Regions from separate parts of the Mus musculus genome. Here all the other regions are linked to region 2. Evidence: chromatin contacts called from public Hi-C and promoter capture Hi-C data. All regions are on one chromosome and are shown on one strand. The core of a region is the stretch at or near the end of the contact, and the rest is flanking DNA. Distances in the headings are between cores, read along the strand shown. Region 1 holds the start of Snph (syntaphilin). Region 2 holds the start of Fam110a (family with sequence similarity 110, member A). Region 3 has its middle 12 kb from the start of Gm14167.

The links. Promoter capture Hi-C pulls out the DNA fragments that hold promoters and counts their contacts. Hi-C and Micro-C count contacts between places; a contact is called where the count stands out from the background.
Region 1: a promoter capture Hi-C map of embryonic stem cells shows a contact between it and region 2. The contact joins the promoter of Snph here to the promoter of Fam110a in region 2. A contact is called at or near these places in 4 of 39 promoter capture datasets (cranial neural crest, embryonic stem cells, hippocampal neurons and 1 more).
Region 3: a contact with region 2 is called in a Hi-C map of regulatory T cells, with 2.8 times the contacts expected there. The contact joins the enhancer-like site here to the promoter of Fam110a in region 2. A contact is called at or near these places in 2 of 39 promoter capture datasets (embryonic stem cells and trophoblast stem cells), 3 of 484 Hi-C or Micro-C datasets (Th1 cells, bone marrow-derived macrophages and regulatory T cells), 3 of 115 datasets of contacts at active chromatin or transcription factors (bone marrow-derived macrophages, extraembryonic endoderm stem cells and pancreatic cancer cells) and 1 of 9 other capture datasets (adipose tissue).

Annotation. Positions count from the first base shown.
Region 1 is chr2:151,631,298-151,633,997 of GRCm38.p6, reverse strand. Snph (syntaphilin) reads left to right here and starts at 1,405. Exons shown (of 6, transcript NM_198214.3): 1 at 1,405-1,542; 2 at 1,744-1,850.
Region 2 is chr2:151,978,875-151,981,574 of GRCm38.p6, reverse strand. Fam110a (family with sequence similarity 110, member A) reads left to right here and starts at 1,356. Exons shown (of 2, transcript NM_146127.3): 1 at 1,356-1,582.
Region 3 is chr2:151,529,181-151,531,880 of GRCm38.p6, reverse strand. No RefSeq gene overlaps it. Among named protein-coding and RNA genes, the nearest start is that of Gm14167, 12 kb to the left of the region's middle. Within about 2 kb of position 1,385, at least 88 of the 459 cell types and tissues checked have an H3K27ac peak or open chromatin away from gene starts, as enhancers often do. A contact at or near this core is called in Th1 cells, pancreatic cancer cells, regulatory T cells and 1 more, where this site is marked.

The DNA.
Region 1 (2,700 bases), core at 156-2,655, 350 kb after region 2:
TCCACACAACCTCTGGTGTGCACACACACCCACACACATACAAGCTCCGGGGTACACACCTACACCCACACAAACACACGTTTATGTGTACATACAGCAAGAACAAGCGACTGAAGGAAGAGGAGGTCGGTGCGCTCTGTAGGTTGACTGGAAAAGGTCTATTACTTTTCTCAGGACCTTGACCAAATCTCTGACAGAAGGAAACTTTAAAAGGGAAGGACTATTTTGGCTGTAGTTTGAGGGAAATATAGTTTATCATGTCAGAGGAGACATGGCAGAAAGCTTATGGTCGCGTTGTGTCCTCAGTCAGGAAGCAAAGCGATGAATGTTCCTACGCAATGAGTTTTCTCTTTTCACCCTATCCAGTCCGGGCCCTAGCTCACGTCCAAAGTGGGCCTTTCTTCTTTCCTTAGGGAAATCTCTTTGCAAACACCCTCACAGACATATTCAAACATATGTTTCCGAGTCGACTGTAAATTCAGTCAAGTTGACAATGGCAGATGACCTCCCTGAGATAGCAGTGTCTGAGCAGAGACTTTGAGGAGTCCAAGGAGCAAACTGGACGTCTCGGTTGTTCCAAACCCATGAACTAGCAAATAAAAGCTGGGGGTAGAGGCCCAGCAAGGAAGAATTTAAGAGCAAAAGAGCAAAATGAGTGGCGGGCAAAGTCATGTGAGAGGACACCAGCGAGTTGAGCTAGAATAAGAGCAAGACAGCAAGGTGAAAACTTCCCAGAAGGTAGTGAGCAAAGGCCCAGCTGACCAGAAAGGGCTGCTTCAAGAAGGGAGCCCCTTCCTACTGCACCCAGTGGGGCAGGCAAGAAACCAGGCCAGCAAGTTAACTTATGGCGGCCAGAAATGGGAGCGCTAGAAATCCAGCTTCCTGGACTTTGTGGTCCCTTGAGCCCTTTGATGTCAGGTAAAAGGCAGGAGACAAACCCACAATAAGGATTAATTCGCTTTTTATTGCCCAACTTTCCAGCTTACTGTTTTAATACTGCAAAGGATAACATTTCTTAAATACCTTCGGGATTTTAAGATTTTTTTTTTTTTTTTAAGGCAAGAGCTGTTCGCATTAAATAACTCCTGACATTCACAAATTGGTTTAGGGGGTCAAAAATGTTTCTAAAGGCGTCCAGATAATACTACTACTTAATGTGTGCCAAGGGGTGAGATACTGAGGCCCAGAAGCTGAAGGGATAGATACCCTTTGAAGTCCTTCCCATCCCCCACCTCTGAGCAACAGCTAGTTGGAGGTAATAAAGGACCCCATGCATGCTTGTTGATGTCTTGGCTCCAGGGCTCTCAGAGCGAAACCAACTATCTCTTTAAGAAGGAAAGTGAAGACGGGAGGCTTACGCAGCTGCCGGCGAGCTGCCGACTGGCTCATCCCCCTCCATCCACCTCTCCTTCCCCGCCCTCCACCTCTCCCTCCCCGCAGCCCCAGCCCCAGCAAGCACCCGCTAGCCACCTTCAGCTGGGGCTCGGGAGAGCAATCCGGCTGCCCTCCTGGGGGCAGCCCAAACCATGGAAGCCTTCGCAGGTGATGACAAGGACCCCGGGGACCTCCGGGCCCACCGCCCAGCCTCACCCGCCGCACCCAGGAGTGCAACTGCGGGGGTGCGGGGCGCCGGCCAAGCACAGGAGCTGCCCTAGCCCGCGGCGGGCAGCGTGTCCTCCGAGCTTGCGGGCTGCGGCCACCGGCGCTCACCCGCCTCTGTCTCTCTCTTCCCCACCGCCGCAGGTTGCTGATCACCGCCAGGCGGCTGCTGCAGCGACTGCAGAGGCGCTGCGCCAAGCGGCGCGGGAGTCGTGCGAGCCGGCCGGACTGCGGAGGGCGAGTGGACCCAGGTGAGGAGGCCACGGCGGAGCGGGAGGGGGCCTCCGTGGCTCCGCGGCCGCCAGGGTCAGTTTGAGACCGCTTGCGGTGGCGCGATCCCGCAGAGGTACCAGGCGAGGAGGGGATTAACGTGACTCATCCCTAGCCTCCCTCCATTCCCCCACATCCTCGTAAGCACCCCTCTCCCTAGCGTGAAATTTACTAATTAATTAGAGGATGCTGTTTTCAGTAGGGAAGACGCCCAAGGTCTTTGACATCTAGTAGATGGGTTTTAGGGAACTAACCCCTCGCCCTTCTTGTTTGTTTTTCTCTTCTGGCATTCTGCAAACATGTGAGCTTCTCTTTGGAACCGCACAGCACACCCACCACAAGGTCAAGTGCCTGTGACTGCCTTCCTATCTTGCCCACTGATAAACATCAGAGCCTTACAGTAGATCTGGCAGAATTTCCCATGATCCCTAGAGTGAGAAATTTGCCTCAGTCTCCCTGGAGCTTCCAGGGTATCTGTTGTTTTCTCTTTCCACTCCCTAGCAGGGAGCCAGACGGCTTGCAACACCTGCCAGCCTCTAAACTCCCCACATTCCCTTGCTTCAACGCTGCAGGGGTGGCGAGGCTGGTCACATGCTGCTTGTTGCCTTGGCCTTCTCTGCCCACCTGGGGGTACTTGGGTGGGCTGGAGGAGTTTCCCAGAAAATGCTGGTCTCTGCAAGTCAAGGGGTGTAAGGAAGTGAGATAGGCTGAGGTTCTGGGCCTTAACTTGCTGGTTGGCTCCAAGTAGCCATCTTACTATTTTCTGGGGTGTGGGTGTCTGTTTGCTTGTCTGTTCAGTGCAGAGGCTGGGCTAGATGATCCGTACAATTT
Region 2 (2,700 bases), core at 107-2,606:
AATATGTATCAAATCAGGACGGAAAGACTGTAAGAGCCAGAGGTCAGAGAGGACCAGAGTAAAACAGACTCTTGTGGGCACTTCAGGGCCACTGCGCCGGCAAACCACAGCAGCTGTGGTTGTCTGTACATGATCAAGCCAGTTAACATTTCAGTACAGAGAGGGGAGAGGCTATGAGCCCCCACTGGAGGAGCTAGTTAGTTATAGCTGAATGTTTCTGGGGGAAGGAAAGTCAGTTTTTTAAAGGGTTGCAGCAGATTAGACTTGGTGCCTTTTAAAAAAACAAAAACAGGAGGAAGAGAGGGTGGGTGTAGGAGGAGTTAAGGGGAGAGAGTGCGGTAAATACGACTAAAATACACTGTGTTTATGTATTAAATTCTCAATGAATGAATAAAAGTATTATCTTTTAAGTGTAAAGGAATTAGTTGCTGTTTGTTATTGTAAATAGGCTATGTTTATTTAAATAGTATGGTTATGTATTTAATATCTATCTATGCTGTACAGAGAGTTTTGAAGTATGCTTAAAACATGACACTTCCTTAGCATTCTCCCATTGTTCTTAAATGTCGTTTAATCTAATCGTTGTAAGTTAATGCATGGTATTCCCAGCTGGAAAGCGGCGTTGAAGGTAGGTACCTCAGAGCTGGGTCATGAGTCCTGACAAGAATTATGTAGAAAGCTCGATTCAGCTTCTTTCCCAGGATCGACGTCTATAATTGATCTGGTTTTGATAAGCACAGTGGGAGCTACGGGTGTGCCCGTTTGAGGATTGACTTGCCATTTCAGGTTAGGGGAACAGAGAGGGAGAGAGGATTGTGGGTAAACACACAGAGAGGTAGCTGCTGAGTTGGAAGTAGGGCCTAGTTTGGGGGGTGGTCACTTAGTACCAACTCATGGGGAGACTTAAGTCAGGCAGCAAGTGTGAGGACTACTTGGGCAAAACGCATGAATTCCGAGTCAGCCTGGGCAACTTGGTGAGACCCTGCCTCCAAAGAAAAAAGTGAAGGGAGAGAAAGCTAGGTATGGCATAGACCTATAATCCTAGTACTAAGGAGGTTGTGGCCAGCCTGGGCTAGGCTAGTTATGTGTGAAGGCCCTGCCTCAAAACCCCAAAAATATTGGTACTAGTGCCTGTGCAAAACCAAGCAAACAAATTTGGGACTAGTAACTCTTGCAGCTGGAGACCGAGGAAGTCCAGCTGGAAGAGAAGAAAGGTCTGCCAAGGCCTGGGCAGCCGGAAGGCCAAGCGGCCAGCTGGGCTCCGGGCAGCAGTCGCCCTGCTGCATCTGCGGCTCCTGATGTTGCCTGGCAACCCGGGTGGCGCGCCGTTCGAACGGAAGCGACGGGCCAATCAGGAAGTCCGGGGCGAACCATTGCAGCAACGGGGACGGCGGGCTCACTTCCCTTTCCTCTGGGGCCCCAGGGACGTTCTCCCGGAGGGAATCGTGGGACAGCCAGGGCGTCCCACTCGGAAGAGCTCGCCGGTCTTCACACGTAGTAGCCTTCTCAGGTCTGCAGGGACCACCAGCTGTCAGCCTCGGCAGCCGGCGAGGAGCGGGATTCCTCTGGACGTGGGCTGCAGGTGAGCATGGGGGTAGGAGGCGGAGGGTCCCGGGGCAGTGCCCACGCATTAACCCGGGCAAGAGTCTCAGTACAGGGGGTCGACAGAGGAGAGTTCGTGTCTAGTGTCCAGCCCAGGGGGCCAGCAAAGGATCCAGGCTGTTTCCCTTTCCCACTCTGCAGTTCCCGCTCCTGGCCGATCAGAGGAACCCCGCGGGTTACTCTTTAAGGGGCTTATTGGGAAGACGTGGCTCAGGGGATCCCAGGGCTAGGCTACCCGTGCCCTACCGGCCCTTGGAGTTCCCCTTCAGGACATATACCATTCCCTCCCCATTCGCAACTTTTCTGCCTTACAGGGTTCTACAGAGTCCCAGTTCCCAGTGCTGCCCTCTCAGAGGGCCTCCCTGGGTTGAGTCCCTAGGACTGCAGGGCAGGGTTGAGTCCCTAGGACTGCGGATCCAAAGGCCTTGGAAGTCATGTGGATGTGTGTGTGTGTGTGTGTGTGTGTGTGTGGTACCTCTAAGCCAGAGTTGCTGGAACTGGACTTGAGAGTTGGGTGCAGGGTCAGACCCTCCCAAGTAGAGCATCTAATTTAGGCTGGACTCTTACCTACCCCCCTGTTGTTGATCTCGTTTCGTAGGTGGGGAATCTGAGGTTCTGTGAAGTTGAGGCTGTTGCTCAAAGGCACAGACTTAACTATGCAGAAGTCTTCAGTCCTTGACACAGGGAATCACCGACTCGATGGAGGATCTCTTATGAAGGGAACTACTCTTCCTCTGAGCCTCATTCTGGCTCTGGGGGAGCTGTGCTTGTCCATCTGTCTTTGTGTCATGCTCCCTACTCCAACTCTTGTATGGCCCAAGCTGGCCTCAATCTTACTATGTATGACCAGGCTGGTCTTGAACTCTCCGTCTTCCTAAATCTGCCTCCTCGGATGACAAGCATGTGCCACTGGCACACCAGTTCTGTGCCATTTTCGGGATAGAACCCAGGGCTTGGTTTGTGCTAAGAGAGCAATCTACTAGATGAGTTACACCACTGCCTCATTTCTTTCCACGTCGTCTAGCTTCCTGTAGCCTGATCTCTCCCCGAGTGTCCTGTTTTTCTCAGTAGCGTCTGTTCCATATTATGCGTGAGGTG
Region 3 (2,700 bases), core at 136-2,635, 450 kb after region 2:
GGGATCTCTTTGCAAGCCCCAGCCCTAGCCAGGTGTGGATGAGCCCCACATTCTCAGTGTTTAGGGTAGGTCCAGGGGTAGGAGAAAAATCCTGATTCTGCTGTGTCTCTGGCCTTAACTTTGGGACTGAGTTTGAGGCTTGGCCAGTTGCAAGGAAGTCTGGAAACAAACCTAAGGAAGGAGGAAGGGATTGTTTATAAAAATTCCTGCTGGGAAGTGGTGGCTCACACCTTTAATTCCAGCATTTGGGAAGCAGAGGCAGGCAGATTTCTGAGTTTGAGGCCAGCCTAGTCTACAGAGTGAGTTCCAGGACAGCCAGGGCTGCACAGAGAAACCCTGTCTCAGAAAACAAACAAACAAACAAACAAACAAACAAACATTCCTAATGCAGTGCTGGCACACCCTACACAATGAAGGCCAGTTGTTTTCTTATGATGATTTTGATTTTTTATTTTTGAGAGAGTCTAACTGTGTAGTCCTAGCTAGCCTAGAACTCACTATGTAGACAAGACTGGCTCCAAACTCACAGAGATCTGCCTACCTATGCTTCCTGGGTACCTCAATTAGTGGCCTATGCCACTACTCCCAGCATATGGTTTTGATTCTTATTAAAAGAACAAGGTCTGGGGCCTGGATGCCTGTCCCTCTAACCTACATCAACGACCTTGTATCTGACCTTCATCCCCCTCTGTAGGACTATGAGACAGCAGGTAGATTGGGGGAAGGGCTCTTACACCTGCTTCACTTCCTGTGCAGTGCTTCAGCTTTGCCTCTTGAACCTGCTTTTCAGCAGAAGCCCTAGGACTGCTGCAGCCTGCTGGGCTTTCACCAGGAGCACTATGGCTGGAGGCCCTTCTGGTGTCAGCTAACAAAGGGTCTGGATGTAGCCACTGCTCCCTCCTTATCTCTGATCAGCTGTGAGACTTAAGACCTTACTTCCTGTCTCTGAGCCTCAAGTGTCCTCTTGGTATTTAGCTCTGCCTGCTGGTGGGAACTGTTCTATGAGCATTTTTAGTGGGATTCCCAGAGAAGCAGAGAGGGAGTAGTTCTGAGCAAGCCATGCATGGACACAGGCAGTGCTAAAACCTGGTGAAGGGCCCATCCCCACTCCAACGCTGCCCAAAGGCAGAGGGACCATCCTGGGCAGAGGGTGTGAGGGAAGCTTAGGGCTGCCCAACTCCCTCGAGAGGAGACCCTCCCTCCCGCCAGCCCAGCTTCCTCTAAGTCATGCAGGAGCTCCAGGAATGCAGGTTTCATGTCTTGTCACTCAATCTTGGCGGGCTGTCCAGTGACGCAGCTGCCTTGACTCACCCATGCTCCTGTATCCCCAACGAGCTCATTTGTTCACTAGACTTGGGTGGCATTGTTTCTTTGGTCTTTTGCCAGTTCCTTATCTGGGGTTACTAGACATTTCCTCCCTCATATCTCCCCAAGAAAACCCACACAATACCAACCCTATTTGGCAGATGACGAAGCTGAACTTCAGAGAGGGAAGGTCACTTGTTCAGGGTTGCACAGTGCATCAATGTTAGAGCCAGAATTCAACCCTGGATACAGAGTTTTTGGACCTGCTTTGGAAGGCTGGTACCTGTGGTGAGTAACTGCAGCCAGGAAAGGGGATACAAGGCCAAGAGGCCTCACTTGGAACCTGTTGGCCCAACTTTGCAGCCTGCCCACCCCTTCCTGTAGCCCATCCATTCCCAGCTGTCTACACTTTAGAGCAAAGATTCTCATGCTTTCTAACACCACAACTCTTTAACAGAGTTCCTCACGCAGAGTGAACACCCTACCATAAAGTGATTCTGTTATTTCATAACTAATTTTGCTATTATGAATCATAATGTAAATATTTGATTTGCAGGATATCTGATATGTGACCCCAAGAGGATCATGACCCACAGATTAAGAGCCACTGCTCTTGTGTGGTCACAGCCAAGGATTCAGTGAGGGCCAGAAGCCACAAATCCTAAGGACTCCATCAGCAATGCTCATCCCTGCCAGCCCCAGACTGAGCCTTCCTGTGTCTCTCCCAGAGACTGCACTCTGGCAGTCTAAAGAACATTCCTTGATGCTCCAAGTACCCCAATCATGAGAGCTTGCCTAGTTGAAGGTTCAAGCAGTGGAGTTTGTGAATTGACTGCTGTTCTTAATTCAGGCTATCACCCACTCATCCCTGTGCAAACATTGGATCCCACAGTTAGGGGTCAGTTCAAAGCTTTGTGAGTAGTTGCCTTCAGGTTCCCTGGGACCTCAGGCCTCCTCTCTAAGTTACCCGAGTAGAAATCACAAGGCTGGGAACACTGCTCCATACACATCAGCCAGACTTTTGGGCTGGGGAACCTGTTCCCAACCCCAATGGAATGATGCTCCAACTCCTTTCCCCACATCAGACCTAGTTCACTGATTCACCAACATTACTGCCTAGCCACAAATGACCATTTGTGGGTGTCATCATTCATGCACCTACACAGCTAGGCCACATCTGTCCTTGCACTCCACATCTCCTAGATCTTGGGTACACTATGGTACCAGAGTAGCTGGCTTGGCTGCCAGCCAATAGTGACACATGTTGAGTGAAAGGATGAAACTTGATGAAAGTGGTGGGTGGGGTCACTCCAGGAGGCAACACAGAGGGAAGGAGAGAATCTGGCTTGGATTTTTTTTTTTTTTAAATTTATACTTTCAGAGAGCACACATAAC